2 separate regions of the Mus musculus genome follow, and region 1 is linked to region 2. Evidence: chromatin contacts called from public Hi-C data. All regions are on one chromosome and are shown on one strand. Each heading gives the region's core, a stretch centred on a gene start, on an enhancer-like site or on the middle of the called end of the contact. The rest is flanking DNA. Distances are from core to core; before and after follow the strand shown.

What was found. A called contact is a pair of places that touch in the nucleus more often than the background predicts.
Region 1: a contact with region 2 is called in a Hi-C map of the N1E-115 cell line, with 14 times the contacts expected there. The contact joins the enhancer-like site here to the promoter of Slc2a3 in region 2. A contact is called at or near these places in 7 of 39 promoter capture datasets (the 3T3-L1 cell line, cancer-associated fibroblasts, embryonic stem cells and 2 more), 11 of 15 datasets of contacts at CTCF or cohesin (CD8 T cells, the G1E-ER4 cell line, the NIH/3T3 cell line and 5 more), 277 of 484 Hi-C or Micro-C datasets (the 4T1 cell line, the AML12 cell line, B cells and 128 more), 62 of 115 datasets of contacts at active chromatin or transcription factors (the 230-238 cell line, CD4 T cells, CD8 T cells and 36 more) and 6 of 9 other capture datasets (adipose tissue, embryonic stem cells, embryonic tail and 3 more).

The regions. Positions count from the first base shown.
Region 1 is chr6:122,782,259-122,787,243 of GRCm38.p6, forward strand. It overlaps a transcript of Slc2a3 not described here. Among named protein-coding and RNA genes, the nearest start is that of Foxj2, 35 kb to the right of the region's middle. Within about 2 kb of position 3,408, at least 30 of the 459 cell types and tissues checked have an H3K27ac peak or open chromatin away from gene starts, as enhancers often do. A contact at or near this core is called in the Ba/F3 cell line, the G1E-ER4 cell line, the N1E-115 cell line and 8 more, where this site is marked.
Region 2 is chr6:122,741,195-122,746,325 of GRCm38.p6, forward strand. It overlaps Slc2a3 (solute carrier family 2 (facilitated glucose transporter), member 3), which reads right to left and starts at 1,551. Exons shown (of 10, transcript NM_011401.4): 1 at 1,182-1,551. The coding sequence starts at 1,196.

The DNA of each region.
Region 1 (4,985 bases), core at 2,158-4,657, 43 kb after region 2:
CTTTATCTCAGCCAGGTTGGAGCCACAGATAACACCTTAAGAGAGATTTGGAAAGCCTGTGTACTCAAAGCAGGGTGTCCAGGGCAGGGCATAGGCAAGCAGAGGGGAAAGCAGTAGGACCATATGGAACGTAGCCAGGGAAGGAAATGAACTAGTAATATTCACAGAGCACTAAGTGATTGTGGTTTAGTTACACAATAGTTCCCTCCAGTTCCAGCAACTGGCTACATGGGGCAGCTTTGAATGCCAAAAGAATTTGCTGTATGAAGTGCAAGCTCTATTCCCAACTGCATGACCTTGGCCAAGCTGTCCTTAATGTTGACATCCATAAAGTGATGGAAGTGATTGCATTGATGGGGAGATCAAACACTACACGTTAAAGTGCACAGTGTAAAGTACGGAGTTGTTACTGCTCTGAATCTCAAGAAGTATAGGAAACCTGAGGTCAGGAAATAGCATATCCTACCAGCAGACTTTCCTCAAGACATTTCTCCTTGGATCTAGCTCGGGAAATCAATGGGGCAATATTTGACTAGTAAGGAGACGTGCCACTTTGAGGAGAACCCCTTTGACTTTCAGCCCAGATACTAGGCAATCCATCTTTATGCTCTTCTGCAGATATTTATGTCAACTTCCGTTTTTATTTGCTTGCTTTCTTTCTCTTTCTTTCTTTCTTTCTTTCTTTCTTTCTTTCCTTCTTTCTTTTTCTGAGACAGGGTTTCTCTGTGTAGCCCTGGCTGTCCTGGAACTCACTTTGTAAACCAGGCTAACCTTGAACTCAGAAATCTGCCTGCCTCTGCTTCCCAATTGCTGGGATTAAAGGCACAAGCTTATTATTGTTCATCTTATGTGAATGAATGCTGTGCCTATGTGTATGTCTGTGCACTACATGTATTCCTGGTGCCTGTAAGCCAGAAGAGGGTTTCGGATCCCAGAAGTTAAAGATGTTTGTAAGATGCTGGGAATTGAACCTGGGTCCTCTGAAAGAGCAACAAGTGCTCCTAATCACTAGCTCTTATTATACAATTTTTAAAAATTCATGTTATTTTAAAGTGTGTGTGTGTGTGTGTATGTGTATGTGTTGCACACGCATGTGTGCATCTTAGTGCAGGTGCCTGCAGAGGCCAGAAGCAGGTATGAGATCGCTGGGAGCTGAAATTATAGGCATTTGTGAGACCTCTGAAGTGGGTACTGGGAACTGGACCCAGGTCCTCTGGAGGAGCAGCGAGTGCTCTTAAGTACATGTCTACAGCCCAGTCCATTGCTTTCTTCCTTAAAATTGGTTTTCTTTCTTTTTTTTAGATTTTTTATTAGATATTTTCTTTATTTACATTTCAAATGCTAGCCCGAAAGTTCCCTATACCCCGCCCCCCCCCAATATTGGTTTTCTTCTCTTTTTCTTTTCTTTTTTTTTTTTTTTTTTTGGTTTTTCGAGACAGGGTTTCTCTGTATAGCCCTGGCTGTTCTGAGACTCACTTTGTAGACCAGGCTAGCCTGAAACTCAGAAATCCGCCTGCCTCTGCCTCCTGTCTCTGTGCTGGGATTAAAGGCGTGTGCCACCACGCCCAGCTGATTATTGGTTTTCTTAAGAAAGTGCCTGGTAGCTGGTGGTGGTAGTGCATGCCTTTAGCCCCTGCACTCCCGAGGCAGGAGCAGGAGACCGTGCCTGGCTTACTCCAGTCTCACTTCCTTTCACTACTTTGCTTACTTGGGAAAAGGAGAGTTTTATCTCTGAGCCACTGTAGGAAGGGCATTATGGCAACTGGTGTTGTCACAGTAGCAAAGTGACAGCGCTTGTTTTAGTCACTGCTACTCACTCTGTCTTCCCAGCACTGGTGACATCACCACCTGTGTGACATCACCACCTGTGTGACATCACCACCTGTGTGACATCACCACCTGTGTGACATCACCACCTGTGAGACATCACCACCTGTGTGACATCACCACCTGTGAGATATGCAATCCAGATGTGGCGAATCAGACTCTTGACAGGGTAAGGCCAAGACACCTGCAACAAGTCTTACAAGCGACTCTCACGCATGCTAAAGCTTTAGGAAGATCACCTGGCAGAGAGGTTCCTGTCTGGGTCAAACTTAAGATGGTTGAGGACTGGAGAGATGGGTCAGGAGTTAAAGGTACTCGCTGTGGAAGCATGCCAACCTGAATTTGATTCCCAGAACCCACATGAAGTTGGGAGTGGAGAACAGATTCCATAAAGCCGTCCTCTAACCACCACAGGTGCCTGGGGCCTGTACACACAGATACATATACGCAATATAAACAAACTAACAGTCAAAGTAAGATGGTTAGCATGGAAACATATGTTAACATGGGTATTTGAGATAAAAATGGAAGTCAGCTTTTCTCAGAAGTTTAATTTGGCTAAAAGGCTTGCCCAGGAACAAAGGCTTTGTGTTTGTTTATAGCTTTGTAAACTGGAATGTACCATCTCTAGTTCAGGTTGGTTTTTTGTTTTTTTGTTTTGTTTTTTTTTCTTTTTCAAGACAGGGTTTCTCTGTGTAGCCCTGGCTGTCCTGGAACTCACTCTGTAGACCAAGCTGGCCTGGAACTCAGAAACCGGCCTGCCTCTGCCTCCCAAGAGCAGGGATTAAAGGCGTGCGCCACCACTGCCCAACTTATTCCAAGGTTTTAAATCTCTAAATCCTCTACAATGGCTTTTAAGTATAACAGTTTAGTTTGGAAAGTTTTAATCCTAGGCTTTGAAGCTTCTTTGCACAAGAGGTCTTCCTAGACCACCCCGCCCCCAACTACTCAGAGAAGCACCTTTTCCTACTTTGCATGAAGGCACTGCACCCCCTTCTGGCCTTGGGGGCAACATGCATGGATGTGGTACAGAGACATCCACACAGTCAAAATATCCATACATTTAAACATAAAGGAAACAGATGCTAAGTTTAAAATGTGTGTGTGTGTGTGTGTGTGTGTGTGTGTGTGTGTGTGTGTGTGTGTGGTGGCAGGTGGTGGTGGTAGCAGTTCTAGAAAACTAAGAGAACTGAGAGCAGAAGTCTCCCATCTCAAAGATCGCCTCTTCCTCCTTTGTCTTCAGTAACGCCCAGTAGGTGCTCCCCATCTGCACTGCAACCTGCAAGTCTCTCGCTTTCTTTCCATTTGGGGCCTCCTTTTTAGCTTTTTTTTTCTAAACACACATAATGCATCCAAACAATTTATTTAAGCATCTGTTGCGGTTTGGATATGAAGTGCCTCCCCCCTCTTCCTCCCCACACCCAAGGCTCACGTGGTAAAAGGTTTGGTTGAGAGTTAAAAGGCCTTCTGGGAAGAACCATGCAGGACCTGACTAATCCACAGCTCAGTGGATTCATAGCTCGATAGTGATATGGATCACGTGGGGTGGGGCCCAGCCGCAGGCATTCCTTAGAAGAATATCTAATCCCTGGATCTGTCTTCTCTCTGCACCACTCTACCATGAGAGGAGCTGCCTCTCGCCACCTTAGGCTTCCGGCTAGCCACCTCATCGAGCCTTGGCCTCCAGACAATGGAACCAAGTGATAATGGACTGAAATCCTGGAACTGTGAGAGAAGAAATCCCTCCCTGCTTAAGTTTTCTCAGATACTTTGCAATGACAAAGGAGTGGCTAAATCCTGCATGTGTGGTGTGAGCTCAGCCTCAACCCCTGGCTCCGCTCTGAGAGATATTGTGTTTAACAATCTCGGAAGGGTGAACCTCCTACTGAGTCGTTTGCTGGCCCTCATCTGCAAGCCACCGAGTCAGCAGAACCATCCAAGAGATCCTCCCTTAGTGATTTTGTCATGGGCACCTGACCTCAGAGGCGCCTGCGCTCTGAGATCCTTCTCCTTCCCGCCTCTGGTCTGGTCTATGTTGAAGTCAATCAGGTGAACCTAATTTTCAGTGACCCACCACCTCTGGTTTCCTTGTCTTTAAGCCCCCAACTCAACACACAAGTGTCAGAGGCCAAAGACCTCCGCTTTCTAATGTTAAAGCCCACGCCCTTCCCATAACCCTCCTTCCTCCGCTCCCAGGCCACTATCTCTCCTTCCATTCCTTTTATCATCCGTTCCCTAAATAGCCTCAAATGGCTTCTCGGCTTCCCAGGGTTTGTCTTCTAGGCCTAATTAAAAACAGTTCACAAGGCACCTGCCTCACCTCTCTTAGTTGAATGCCTGGCTAAAAAAGCAGTAAGAACTTGGAACTACAGGGATCTACACTGCCACCTGGTGCCAACTGTCAAAATAGGTTGGCATCCTAGCAACAGACCCTGGAGGCAGATACACCAACGCACTGGTCGTGGGCAGAATAGGAGCGCTCTTTCTTCAAACCAGTATTTTCTCTGCCTGCAATTATCTTATCTTAACAAGATTTTATTTTATTTTTACCTACCAGAATTCTTTAATTTCTTCCTTTCACTGGGGACTGAATCTAGAGACTCGTCCGTGCTAAGCAAGGGCTTAGCATACATCCCCAGATCTCCCACTCTTTTTTCTCTCTGCTAAATCTCCAAGATCTCTTTTTCCTTTTGACTAAACTAACCTATTATTTTATTGAAAATAATAAAATAGAAGCAAAAGAAATGATCTATCTTCAGTAATAAATCTAATTCCTGTTCTATGTACACTCTCAGTTTCTTGTCAAACAGATACAGGGTCAGCTACTCCAGCTAAGCCACGCCTTTTCTAGATAGCCGGACCTCTTTCTTATTTTTTCACCCAACAATCCTGTCTGGAAAGTGACTCCTTTCTGGAATACAAAGTTACTTTTCTAATGAGTTCATATTCTAAGTCCTCATATTCTAAGTCCGTCTCATTTGAGAGCTACGGAACTCAGGAGAGTGGACATTTGTGTGGTAGTGAGAGCTGGACAGGGATTGTACAGCCTGTGAGATCAAGTGGGGTGCTGAGCGTTATGACGCATTAAAGAATCCCTAAGCCGGGTGTGGTGGCACACGCCTTTAATCCCAGCACTCGGGAGGCAGAGGCAGGTGGAT
Region 2 (5,131 bases), core at 301-2,800:
GTGAATTCCTTTTTCTCCTCTCCCACCACCTGTTTCTCTCTCATCTCCTCTTCCTCTCTTTGAGAGGAGGTCCCACGCTCTGTACTCCAAGCTAACCTCAAGTCAGCTCCTCACTTCTCCTGCTTCAGCCTCTCAGGTTTGGAGTCACAGGTGCGAGGTGCTATGCTCAGATTTTTATTTTTCTTATCTCTAGACTACCCAACCCACCAGCAACATCCTGGGCCCTCTTGAGAGTCTTCCTGTTCTCTAAATATGGTACCATTCTCCGCCCAGCTGGCCAGAGCCTCTGCTCATTTTAAACACATTATTAGGAGCCATTTTTAGCAAGGGGGGATCAGGCAGACATCTCCTCACCTTGCTGGGAAATCACTCAAGCAGGCAGGGACATCTCAAAACTGGAGTCTGAGGCCGACCTATTTGGCCTGCTACAACCTCTTCACCTGTCCTTAAGTTCCTCTTAAGGTCACTCCCGGTGGCAGGCTGGGAGCGTCTAGCAGCGAGCTGACCTTCCCGGCAGCCTCCCAGTCTCTCGGTGGTTAAGTGCTGTCCCTTCCAGGCGAAGGCCCTTTCCTTGTTGTAAAACCCTCTTTACAGACATCCCCTCTTTTATCCTGATTTTTTTTTCACGGTCTCTTAATTTACTTAATTTCCAAGTTAATCTTCGTGGAAATGCCCTTTTCCTTACAAATACTGCCTTCCTCCCTCCGCCCACACTAACTCCGATACATCCTGCACTCACAACCATAGTAAGGACAACTGGACTTCCCTCCCCACAGTACCGGGAACCCAAGGACCGATAGCGGGATGCTGAACAGCAAACCCAAGCCAACCCCACGTCCTCTCAAGGTCTAAGCCTTTCCCAAGCCTTCCAGCTGGCTCCGAGACCCCCGCGGCCAAGTCCTACCCTCTTCGCTCTCATCACAGCTACCTCAAACACACCCGAGAGGCAAACAGCTTCTGAGGTGACTTTCACGTGCTAAGAAGGTGTCCGAGAGGATCCTCGTCAGGTAGGAGATGCCTAGAACGCTAACACTAGTATCGAATTGCTTGCTGGAGCTGATAAGAAAAGGCCTCCGTCCGGATGGCTCGGTGACTTAGGAGAAACCGGAGCACGGCGATCCGCACCACGACCTACCTCCGTGAGGACCCCAAACAAGCAAATAAAAACAACCAGCTCTTACCTTCGTTGTCCCCATGGTCCCAACCTAGTTCTCAAGTCTTAAGGTAGATCTAGAGGTATCCAGCCAATGTTCTCGGCAGCAAGTGTTCCTCGGGTCCTACAGAAGCCGCTCTCAGAAGGCTTAAGGACTATCACCGAAAGCATCACAGCCCGAAGCCCAGCCTACCTATTTATAATCTCTGCAAGGGGTGGAGCCTTCAACCTCCCACCCCCCAATCCTTAACCTGTGACCCCAGGAATTCAGTGACCTCTTATCTGATCTTCACCGCTCCACCCCCAGCCCCTGTCCTTTGCAATCAACCACCATCACCCACCCCCTCCTGCTTTTTACCACATCCTCCTCGTGGTTCTTTTTTTTTTCCCCTCAAAGCGCTTCCAAATTCCTTCCCCTTTTCAAGAGCCGACAGCCTTTTTGTTTCACAGAAAAAAATACTAAAACAAAGTTTGGAGGGCGGGCAAATTTGAAGGCAGTCGGGATGGAATCAGTCTAAACGCAGAGTAGAGTCAGTGCTGCTTTTAGTTGAAAGTCATCCAAGGAGCAGGAAGCAGAGAATTGATAATGCGTTTTCATTATAGGCTGGGTGTACTCGCCTTGAAGGAGGGAAAGGCGAGGCAGTCCAAGAAAACGCATCCAGGTGTGAAGGCAGCCTTCTTGACTTGAGGCTCCAAGAAGGATCAAGTGAAGTACACAGCCCCAATTCCTCACCACAGCATACGCCACCCCACCCATTGTGAATTCTGCCTCTCTCAGCTCTGTTTTGAGATTAACAGCATCTAGAAACACAACAAATATCTAATTCAACTTACAGATTTTTGCTGAGTGCATAGCTCTCAAGCGGGAAGAAAAAATTAAGAGCTGGGGTGGAGGTGTCTCGCAGTGGTATAGCACTTGCCGCGGCTCTAGGTTAAACCCCCAGAACAATCAGTCTAGGGTAACTGATTCTCATATAAGAAACGTTTGCTAACATACTATTACCTAGGGATTGTGTGTCTCTCGAAAGACAAACTTGAGACAAGTACTTCACTACCACACTGAAAGAAACCTAAAAAGTTGGGTACGCGAAAGGAGAGCTTACAGAGAGGCCTGCGATGGCCTGCAGGAGGCAGGCACATTTCAGGTGAGCTCCAGAGTGAAGCAGCTGAGCACGTGATAAACGTGTGACACTGAGGCTCTAGGCTCTGACTCCCGGTGCGGGGGAGGGAAGGCGACCCCTCCCCTGAAGAGTGATTTGGTATAGGCTCGAGGAAGGAAAGGCATCTTCAGTCCCTAGCTTTCTGGGCAGAGATCTAGACTGATGGACTGAACTGAAGCAAACCTGGTCCCTTTCTCCTTAAAGGAGGGTCTTTGCCAAATCGGATGCTTGCTGAGAAAACTGAGGTGGAGTGAACCGGACCGCGCAAGAAAATCATCCCCGAGGTTGCACCCCCTTGCTCTCGTCATTTTTCTTTCCTAGAAGCACTGAGTCGGAAGCGCCGTTTAATTACCACAGCAACTGAATCTAGCAGCTAAAGAAATAGTAAAGCCCAAAGGCCAGTGCCTGCCAGTAGAAAGAGAATCCAAGCCACTTGGTGCAACATTCCATTTTCCTGTAGCCACATTAGAAATAATGAAGGTTGTCAAGATGGCTTAGCAGGTAAAGGCACTTGCTGCCAAGTCTGGAGACCTGAGTTTCATCCCCACGACCCACACATGGTGTCAGGAGAAAACCAAGTCCACAAAGTTGTCCTCTTTTTGTTGTTTTGTTTTGTTTTGTTTTGGAAACAGGGTTTCTCTGTGTGGCCCTGGCTATACTCGAACTTGCTTTGTAGACCAGGTTCCCTTCCAGCCTTCCAGGTGCTGTACAACACTTGGTGCACAGACATACACGTAGGCAAAACACCCATAATGCATAAAATATAAAGGTGTTTTTCTTTTTTTCTTTTCCTTTTCTTTTTTTCTTTAAGGCACTCGGGAGGGTGGAAGTGGGCTAGTGATCTGGGAAAGACAGATGCTCCAAAGCCTAAGATTAGCTCTGAAACAGAGAAAATTATGCTTGCAGCAATGTATGTTTTTTAAAGATTACAGCTGGAATTTAGCTGAATTCCCAAGAATCTAAAAAGTGCTAAACAAATTGAGACAAATGCTCTTCAAAGCAGAAGCTCGTCTGATGCTTAAGCCACAAGGCCTCATGCTACTGTGGGCTTAGCAGCAGAGTCCAAGACAGACAGTCCTCATCTCGAGCAACACAGACCAGCTGCTGACTAGCTGTTAGAGATTGCCTGGGGTCCTCAGTGCACTGTGGGAGTGCATGTGAAGGGTTCCCTGGGGAACTCGGTACATTGTAGGAATTCCTGTGCCGGGTTCCCTGGGGTCCTCAGTGCTCTGTGGGAGTGGTTGCCAATTGACCGAAAAGTCCAAGTCCCAGTGAGGGTGACCAACCTTGAGGGACAAAGCACTCAACAGCCTCATGGCTGAGATGCAGTAACAACACCTATCTACTACGTGTCCTTAGATTGCTTGAGAGTTCTTCTATCTTTGCTGGATATCAAAGAGGGAGAAGCACGAAGGGGACTTTAGTAAAAGTACCCAGTTGGGAGCTAAGAGCAAAGTAGGTGTGCTTAGGAGAGAGGGAACAAGAACAATAGCCTGGGATACCAGTTCCCAATGCACACACCTGCACAATTGGAGCCCCAATCTGGTCTCCTGCTGTTAGCCTGTTGAGGTTTGCTAGTGTGACAACTAAGCAGAAGGACAAGGGATCCTACAAAAGAGCACTCAAGATTTTAAACTCAGCACAGTGCCCCCGGCCTGGGAAAACGCAAGCAGAGCCAGTTGTAAGGACTGCCCAGACCCCGTGCTTTACATTTCTATCAGTCCCCACAAACAGCAACCTGCATGGTTTCGTGTGTCTGATTTTAATCTTTCCCTACCAGGTGAGGTGTCCCCATAATTCACTTTGAATCTGAAAACACGGTTTAAAAAAAAAAAAAAGAAGCAGCAGCAGCAGCCCTGGGGTGAAGAAAGGAAAAATCTGAGAAATGCCGCTTCTCCTGTTGACACTGCCTTTAAACCATTCATTACTGCTGCCGGTCCTGAAAACCGGATTCCAGCCCCCAGCTTCTCATCACTGTGGCAGATCTTGCGTATCCCAAAGTCTCCAGGAACAAATTCCAAAGTAGTGTTGACCCTAAGTTAAAATTCAAAGCACAGCAATCTACTCACAGATCTTCAGTGGTGCCTCCTTAATAAGCCCTGGGTTCAAAGCACCTTTGACTACAGGCGCGTGGGCCACAGTTTAAAACATTCCAGCAGCGCTAACAACAGCAACAACAACAACAAAACCTAACGCACACACGTTAATTTTATTATATTATATTTATCCCATCTGACATGTCCCAAGTTCTCTGTTTCACTTCACTCTCTTCTTCTCTTTGCAGTGCAGGGGATTCAGTCTGGGGCTGACCATACCAGTCTCAGGCCTCAAAGTTCTCATATTAACATCTAACCAACATAAATGACTAATAATCTATTTTGATATTTTTGCACCAGGCCTTCAGAATCCAATGTGCATCTTACTTACAGTGTGCCTCTGATGGAAGAGTCAATTTTTGGGTATTGAGGTGAAATATCCTTTTTCTTTTTTTCTTTTTTCTTTCTTTTTTGTTTTTGTTTTCGAGACAGGGTTTCTCTATGTACCCTTGGCTGTCCTGGAACTAACTCTGTAGACCAGGCTGGCCTCGAACTCAGAAATCTGCCTGTTTCTGCCTCCCAAGAGCCGGGATTAAAGGTGTGCGCCACCACTGCCCAGCGAAATATCGTTTTTCTTTTCATTTCTTCCCCCCCACTCCCATACATTGGTTACTGAACATAGGTCCTTTTGAATATCCTGAGCTGTATTTTCAGCCTGAAATCCTCTTTTAAAATGAAACTGTAGTTTTGAACTCAGTGACCTGAGTTCGAGCACACACAAA